2 separate regions of the Ostrinia nubilalis genome follow, and region 1 is linked to region 2. The links are chromatin contacts, called in public Hi-C maps. All regions are on one chromosome and are shown on one strand. The core of a region is the stretch at or near the end of the contact, and the rest is flanking DNA. Distances in the headings are between cores, read along the strand shown.

What was found. Hi-C and Micro-C count contacts between places; a contact is called where the count stands out from the background.
Region 1: a contact with region 2 is called in a Hi-C map of whole body, with 4 times the contacts expected there. The contact joins the promoter of LOC135084943 here to the promoter of LOC135084619 in region 2. A contact is called at or near these places in 3 of 5 Hi-C or Micro-C datasets (all in whole body).

The regions. Positions count from the first base shown.
Region 1 is chr1:3,893,383-3,897,977 of ilOstNubi1.1, reverse strand. It overlaps LOC135084943 (protein bunched, class 2/F/G isoform-like), which reads left to right and starts at 2,858. Exons shown (of 5, transcript XM_063979866.1): 1 at 2,858-2,941. The coding sequence starts at 2,930. LOC135085178 reads right to left here and starts at 907. Exons shown (of 13, transcript XM_063979967.1): 1 at 396-907; 2 at 163-326. The coding sequence starts at 678.
Region 2 is chr1:3,697,795-3,702,370 of ilOstNubi1.1, reverse strand. LOC135084619 (conserved oligomeric Golgi complex subunit 3) reads left to right here and starts at 2,971. Exons shown (of 12, transcript XM_063979424.1): 1 at 2,971-3,169; 2 at 3,284-3,475; 3 at 3,546-3,672; 4 at 4,025-4,173. The coding sequence starts at 3,017.

The sequences.
Region 1 (4,595 bases), core at 1,609-4,108, 200 kb before region 2:
CAAACAAACGGACTTACGTTATGACACTGGCTAATTCGCCCTGGGGCCGGATGACGGCGATTTGCTCAAATTCTTAGAGGAGTCTGGGTTGGCTCGTGACTAAACAACGAGGGACAATGCGTTTAGAGCAAGTTTCGAAACAAATCTATAAATATTCTGTACCTCGACGCTGTTCGTGATCGGATGCCGCATGACGTACGCCGATGGCATCACCCCTGGCGTCTCCTGGTGCGGAATCAGCAGCAGCGAGTGGTGAAAACCAGCATTCAAAATGAGAGCAGTGATCACCACCGGTTTGTATTCTCCAAAGCGATCAACTAGGAACCCTAAAACACATTTATCAATCAGCATCTTTATAAAAGCATCTTGGAAAATTGATTTTTTTTATTACTTACCAGTAACGGGAGGACTCAAAAAAGTTGTGAACGGCAATGCTAAATAAACAAAAGAAATCTCCGGCACTGTTAGTCCAATACTTTGCATATGGATCGTCAAGTACGGTAGCAGAGAAGCAGTTGCTCCATACATCACAAAGAGTGTCACTTTCAGCATGATGAGGTTCGGGTTGATCCGCATCCTGACCATCAGGCGGGCGACCCAGCCCAGCTCCTCGTCGCTGTCTCCCTCCATGGTCTGGTCGTCGTCGCTCTTCTTCGAATCGTCCTGTGTCTTGGCCATAGTGCGTGCACACTCACATTTTCATGATAAACAATTCAGGTGTAACTTCGTGTGATATGTCTTATCGACTGGCGGTCGCGTACGAAAGGCTGCGTGCGCGGCGACTGTTTATTTAGGCTCGAGTCCTAGATTGTTGTATTTGAAAACGGATTTGTGGCTGAGCCCGGAGCCAGTGGGAGAGCCGTGGAGGTTCCCGAGCTCCCGAGCGACTGCGGCGCGGGCAGCCCGCGGCGGGCGAGCGGACATCAATTTACAAATAATAGCAAATTACCTTCGTTTAAGAAGTGTCACGCCGATTGGTGGGGATGCTGGCTAAATCGGCTGACGATCTGGAGACCTTGCGCGTAATAGCCGGGGTCGGGGCGCTCCTGCATCTGCGCCTTAGTTCCCTAGGAAGGCGCGACTCGCGAAATACCGCGAACATTTCGCTGCCACGTACTTTATTGTGAGTTTTATTTTATTTCCTTCAATTTTATTTCTAACCAAATTATTTACACCGTTTAATCATTATGGCTAGCATATTTCAACAGTAAATACATACATTACTTTGATTCTGTGTAACTAGCATCAAACAAAGGAAGTTGCAAATAATTTAGATAGATTTCTTCTATCTAGAGTCTAGATATCTTCTGAAGTATTTCTGAAGAAATTTAACTTCTGGATACTTTAGCATAAAAAAACGAAATTAACAGTTTTTAAACTAGGCTAGAAAATAAAAAAAAACGGTATACCATCGCATCAGTCTAATTTTCAAACTGCTTCATATGGAGTACTACAATATGTGTAGAAAAATCAAAAAATCACGCATAGGTATGTAAATCACAATAATAACATGAGAACAACGTAACTTACAGATTTTATTTGATTTTATCTTATAGCTACAATTTTTCAGATTTACATTTCACAAAAGCCAAATACTGTTTGGAAATTTCAGTAAAACATTGTTTTCAACCGACTTGAAAAAAGTTAGTTTTATAAAATCCAAATAATTTAAAAACATAACCCACCTTCTGGCGCAGTCGGGTAAAAAAAAAGTTTATCATCCGTTTACAAAATTTTGGTCAAATTGAATAGTCTCAATTTACTACCAAGTTACCAACCTTAGTGGTTTGTAGTAAATTGAGACTTTTAAAATCATACAATTTGACAATCGTAAAATTTTTCCTCAAAATAATTTAATTATTAGGACAAATTATACATACACCATGATTCATTGATCCTACTAATAATATTTTATAAAGGTGGTGGTGTGGATGTTTGTTACTCTTTCACGCAAAAACTACTGAACGGATTTGGTTGAAACTTTACAGTAGGTATTATTATTTATTCAGAACAACAAACTAAATTTGTACAGGTAATTTACAAACTTAAAAACTATACTATACAGTACAAATAAATTTTATAAAATCCGATTTGTATGAAAAATAAAATAATTAAAATGAAGATATCAATTTTCTGACTTCACCATACCATTTATATGACCACGTTAACATGGGCTAGTGTCGGCTCATATGCCCATTTACCTAACACCCTGTATACAAAAAAAAACAATATTTACAAAAAAGGCAAATTATTTGTAACCCAGATTAACATATAGGCTATAATTTATGCGAATCTGTGGCACTAAATTTCACGCGGGTGAAGCCGCGGGCAAAAGCTAGTACACAATAATTTTCTGCCACTTTCATAGTCAATCTTTAGACCAAAGAGAAAATTAGAGTAATTTGTGTTTTGAATCAAAGGTTAAGTAGGAGAGAATGTCTCTTGCCGCTTTAAGTTCGCTAAGTAAAGTTTTCCACATCAAATAAAGTTCACTTATGTATTTTCTCATTAAATAGGTACTAGGTATTTTGAATGACATGAAATTTTTATTTTTGATTTACAAACAAATACTTAAAATTACCTACCTACCTCGGAACACAAAAAGTTACTATTTTATTTTTATCTTAATTAATATTTAATTAACAATAAGGACATTAATATCACAGATTAGAGAGTATGAATAAATCATAAAAGTTTTTCTCTTTTTCATAACATTGAAGCTATTTACGTATAGACTGCCATCTTGCGGCGGTTTGTAACAGCTTTTGATTATAAAAAGCAAGCGGGCGTCATCTATCGCGGAATAGTCAAAACTTTTAGTAACCTTACAAACTGTGACGCAAGGCAGATAGAGCGTGACGTAGCTATTAATAGTATTTTTTTCCACTCTATTCATGCGCAATATTTTATCATTTTATAACGATACCAAATGAATGAAAAAGTGAGTAATACCTTAAATAATTTAAATCTTTCAACTCAAACCTGTATTAACATTCATTTCTCTTCAAAAATGATTAAAACAGGTGAGTTCTATGACTATCAGGCTATCAGCTATTGGTTTCTGTTTTCATTCATCAAATTAATACCTACAGTATGTTATGTCGTCACTAATTAAATGTTGTATGATAATATGCATTATCATGTCTATAAATAACTAATTATAATTAAAAAGAAGTAAATAACTATTAAACTGTTCGTTTCGTGATAATTTTCCACAACATGTTATGTTTCACATGATTTAAGATACTTCTTGATTCGCCACTCAATTAACGTTTTAAATTAATTAAATTTTGTATTATAATTCAAAGTAAACTAATAAAAGGATGATGGGCACAAATGTATGGAAAGTGGTACCCGCTCCAATAACCATAACCAATATATATTTTAAAAGGCCTTTAGATGTAGGAAAATGTCTGCTATGGGGCCAGTTCTAATTCACGTTTTGAAAGCAGTAATTCCACTAAGTATTATAATGAAAGTATAACACAATCATCCATGTATACGAGTATGTATTATGACTACAATCTATTAATATAACTAAAAGAAGCATTGAAAAGGAAAGGATTATACCTACGATGAACTACCCAAGCTATTAGCCCTTTATTCGCTTTCATCATCATCATCATGATCATTTTAGCCATAGGACGTCCAGTTGAACATAGGCGTCCCCCAATGATTTCCACAATGGCCGGTTGGTGGCGGCCTGCATCCAGCGCCTTCCCGCTACCTTTATGAGGTCGTCGGTTCATCTTGTGGGTGGACTTATTGGGTCTTGTGGGTTTATTCGCTTTAGCAACCCATCATAAAACCCTTAAGAAGTAATAAAACTTTACCCCTTCATTAATAAAAGTTACACCCTAGTTGAACTCTGGCTTAAATTGTCATTTGGTATGGAAATGTCATTTTAATCCAAGGTTCTTCCTAGGTGTAACTTTTTATTAATGGGGGTAGTACTTCTTTAAATAAAAATATTTATTTCACAATTATCCCCATCAATAATTATAGAGTTAAGGAAGGATGCTGGAGCAGTAAACCCTTCCTGCCTCGTTAACCTAAGTACCATACGATGGACACGTATGATACTTCTTCTTCTTCCTCGGTCCCTCACTGATGAGGATCGCGACCACAGATAGTGTTCCTCCACAGACTGCGGTCATAAGCTGTGTGGACCGCACGATGCAAACTCCCGCCCACCGTCTTCCTCACCGCGTCCGACCATCTCGTCGGTGGCCTGCCCCGAGCGCGTCCCCCTTCATACTGTATGATACTTAGGTTACACAAAAAGTATCTTTATCTTCGAACGCAACCAGATCTGAGGCTGGTGGCCATAGTAAATGATGTTCGTCTTGGTAAGACCTTTCAAATGACACTACAAACATAACTATTGGAGCCGGGTACCATTCTGCAAAAAAGTATGAATATCTTCGTACACAACCAGATCTGAGGCTGGTGGTCATAGTAAAAGTTGTTAATCTTGGTAAGACCTTTCAAACGATACTAGACTCATATCTATTGGAGCCGGGTACCATTTTGCCCATTGTCCTTTGAATTGTTTTTCTTTTTTCTTGCATTTCTTACAAAATAAAATCGAGTAC
Region 2 (4,576 bases), core at 1,722-4,221:
AAGACAATAGGTTTATGTTTTGTCTCAATTATTATGGTCTTGTTGTATAAAATTATACTATTTACTTCGCAGTTTATCAAAGTTTAGGTAAAAAAGACAAGAAAAATCAACTCTTCGTTTTACACAATATTCTACACATTTTTCAGTTTTTTGAAGATCTATTACGATGAAAAATTCTACTCTATGGTTTATATTACACCCATTTGTGCTTTTGTAAAGGACAATGACCAAAAATGTATGGAGTGTGGTCCAAATGTCCACCACTAACGAGACCTATGTGGTAAAATAGTCTACTAAATACTGATTCATTATAACCAAACCGCAATTAAAAATATGCTGTCAGTAAAAAGTTGTGACTGAATGAAAAGTCATGTTTTTTACCTTTTCATCCGAAAAATGTTCTTGATATCATTCTATCCATCGCACATTTTGGATTTATCTATGCATGTTATGTAATGTCGCTTAGTATGCCGTGTTAGATTCTCGCTAAAAGAAAAAAAAATAAGCTCAGAAGAAAGACAACAATATTGGGAACGTGCATGACATTAGCGCCATCTGCCAACGAAACTTTAAGGGGCATATGTCAAAAAATAAATAACAACAGCTTTCTTATTTTTATTGATTATAGTAAATAAAATATACTTTAAAAGACAATAAGTGGTACGTTAAATGGAATTTGATAAAAACTGTTTATGGAGAAATGGACGTCATTATAAAAACTGGTTTTGAGTGTGTAAAACACACAATAAGTTTCCAACCCCAAACTCAGCTAAAAGGAAAAAAAATGGTGCTAGCAGAGCATGTGAGGAATGTAGAAGAGCTGACAACTAATGGCAATGGTTATTTATTGAGCCACCATCATTCGTCAAACATCGGTGACCTCGACACCCTATAAAACAAGTTTAAACGTAAGTAATCTCCTAACCTAAAAATATGACTAAAGCTTTAGAGAAAATTATAAAATTAATATTCGTTGCATTTATTACAGATCGATCATGCTAGGGTTGTCACAGGAGTAAAATGCAGCTGCGTTTATAACCAGAGCGGCAAGTGCAAACATGTTGCTGCTTTAATATGTTACATTAACAACAAAGTTAGTAATTTAAAAACGAGCATCGAACAACAATGGGGAGAACCCATTATTCGTCAATTTGTAGCTTGTAAATATTCCAAAGGGAGCTATTTTCAAGATATGTTTGGATCAGTATCTAAGACTGACTGTTGTGAACCACAATCTATATTACGTCAAATATCTCCAATTTATGCTAACTTCTTAAGTTTGTATGTGTTGCAGTAATGATACTGATAAGAAAGTGTTAATTTAATATTAAAATGATAATAATTTAAGTGCAGAACTTTATAAAATAAAAAACAGTTATGTTTTTCAAAAGTTGAATTTTATTTACCTTTTACAACAGTATTACTCTTGGAAAAGATTGGAGGCTGTAAATTAACTAAAACACAACATACATGTACAATATCATCAATACAATTGAATAAATTAACACAATCACATTAAAATCAAAACAACATTGACAATGACAAGACAAGTTTGTTTGCTTCCCTTGCCCATAATGTTACACATTTGTGCCGCGACGAGCGCAACGATCGTTTTCTTTACCCCTTCCACCCACTTCGCACGTTCCCAATTGGGATTATGGTCGGGTGGTCGCTGCGCCGCCCCTATTGGTTGTAGGGTGATGTTATATAACCTAAAACCATCCTTGATAAATGGGCTATCCATAACAAAAATATTTTTTCAAATCGGACCAGTAGTTCCTGAGATTAGCGCGTAAACTACTACAATTTTTCATACGGTCATAACTTTTTACTGACAGCTTCTTTTTTTTTCGTCCCATACTGAAAGTTAATCTCTATTTAATGGACTATAAGCCAATATTGGCTCCGTGCACGATTACAGCGCCAACTAGCGTCCACAACTTTGTGGGCTCTGTCACATTGACATTTAGGTCGTATATTTGTGAAAAAATATCGAAATGAAAAAATAACAAATATTTTCAACTAATAAATTGTTGTGATACCACGATTTGGGTGGAAAAAAGGTTTTGAAATCATTTTGGTCATTCAAATCAAATGAGGTAAGTCCAAAAAGTGTGTTTAATTTTGATTGTGTCAGGGTTTGTTTACTTCATTTATAGTTGTAGTTTTACAGTAAAACAAAAAGAAAAAGCTACTTTAACGGTTTCATTATATAACAGTAAATATATTTAAATGTTTCTGTATCGCTAGTAATAAATTAAATATCGTTTTCAGATCGAAATGAGTATCGTTTTGAAGACCGGGTTTGTGAGAGTTACAATATCAAATTCCAACCACAAACCGTATTTAAAGGAAAGTTGTTGGTATTGGCTGGACAAGTCCGAGATGTAGAAGAATTAAGAACAAAACAAGGGCAGAGTTCAATAATTCACGCTCTCATCATAAGGCAAACATCTGTGCACAACAACTACTGTGACTCATTTTTGTACTACCACGTTGTATAGTTTAGTTATTTCCAAATTGTAAACGGCTATTAAAACAGCCCTATCGAAATACAGTCCACTCTTTTATTTAAGTTCCCAGTAGGACCCTTTTCATGCGATTAATTAATGATATTAAAATGTATTATGTAGAATCGCTTTGCCATTGACAGATACATCTGATGACAGAGCTAACATTATTTCTACTTTTGACCACCATGAGCGCTGCGATAGATTATGTCCCCCCCACCTAGTACTTCGCACCCAGCGAATAGAGCCCCGATTACGGTAACTTTTATAACGTCTACAATCCAGACGCGTTTCTGATTCTGCGATACGATTGGTCAAAACAGCTGACGTACGCTGTTGAACCACTCATTAGTGGTGGACATTTGGACCACTTTTGGTCATTGTCCTTTCTGAACGAAGCGAATCAGCTGTCAAATGTCCCACGTCAATGTCAAAATGACGTTAGTTATTTGCTTGACGTCTGACGTCGGCAGTGTTTTGTGATTTCCAATTTCTTTTTAGACAAAATGGATATCAACATGAGTTTAAAAGAAATCCAAAGCAAATTATTGCTATGGGAGGCTCCAGAGAACCCACTGGCACCGCTGACGGCGGATCAACGAGAGGCAATATTGGATTTGGAGTCCATAATCCTTGGTGTTTCCAATGAAACTGAAGAAGTTTGTATTTGATCAAAAACCTGGTTTATTTGGTTTAAAAGTCTAGTTAAATCGATAGAAACAATATCTGGGTTGATTTTATTACCCTTATCTACCATTTCATATGTATTCTAGGACAAATCAGCGGACGAATCCAATAAACAAACGGAAAATACTCCCATACCACCAGTGGACAAAACATTCGATTTCCTGGATTGGTATGAGAGTCTATGCGAGAAAACTATCAAGGCGGATGATTCTCCGTACGAGGCATACTACCGGCAATTGGAGGATAGGAGAAATGAATGTGTATCTTTGAATAATCAGGTAAAATAATAGACCAAAATTTTTTTCGATGTAATCAAAGATCCTGGCTTATTAATAGGTTCTCTTTTAGATTGGGGCTACAATGGCAGACCTGAACAAGTTATCAGAAGAATATGAGCTTGTTTCCAACAAAACCAATGCCTTACATTTGATGAGTGAGCAGTTGTTGGCTGACCAGAATAAACTTTCCAGTATAGGTAATTGTTTTTGAGTATTTTACTACTTTGGGAGAGTATTCTAAAGAATTATTTCCAATTTTATTAGACAATGCTTTGTCACAAACAACACCTTGAAGAGTGAACCTAAATAAAATTGTTCTAAAGATGGATGGATCTCTAATGAATTAAGACATGAAAGAGTCTTCATATTCTATTCATGAGGGTTTCAAACCTTTTATCATTAATTACATTCTTATTTCACCTTAAAAAAGTGGAATCTTTCCTATTTTAACGTTTTTACTTCTTATAGTGGCTCAAAACAATAATTTACTGTTGTCTGCATCAATATCATTTGCAGTATTAATTAGGTTTACTAATAATTATTTTTCAGGTGATGACATCAAGCAGAAGCTCCATTACTTCACTCAGGTGGAGCACTTATCTCAAAGACTCAACAGCACCACCATGTCAGTGAACAGTGAAGCATTCTTCATAGTGCTGGCCAAAATTGATGACTGCTTGGAATACATGAAGAGCCATGTAAGTCACAAATAAAAATTGGAAATATAGACTTTGGAAATAGTTTAACAGTCCTAGACAACAATTAATTTAAAACAGGGTTCGAAAGGATAATTAAGATGGATAATTAACGGTTGATAATAACATAACAATGCGCTCGTGAAAATGAACTGTATTCGAAGTTTTCGAACGTGTATTTCCCAGGGTTCGAGGATATATATCAAGGGATATATATCAAGATATATATCGGATATATATCCGATATACAGGGTGTTAGGTAAATGGGTATATGAGCCGACACTAGCCCATGTTAACATGGTCATATAAATGGTATGGTGAAGTCAGAAAATTGATATCTTCATTTTAATTATTTTAATTTTCATACAAATCGGATTTTATAAAATTTATTTTGTATTAGTTGGGA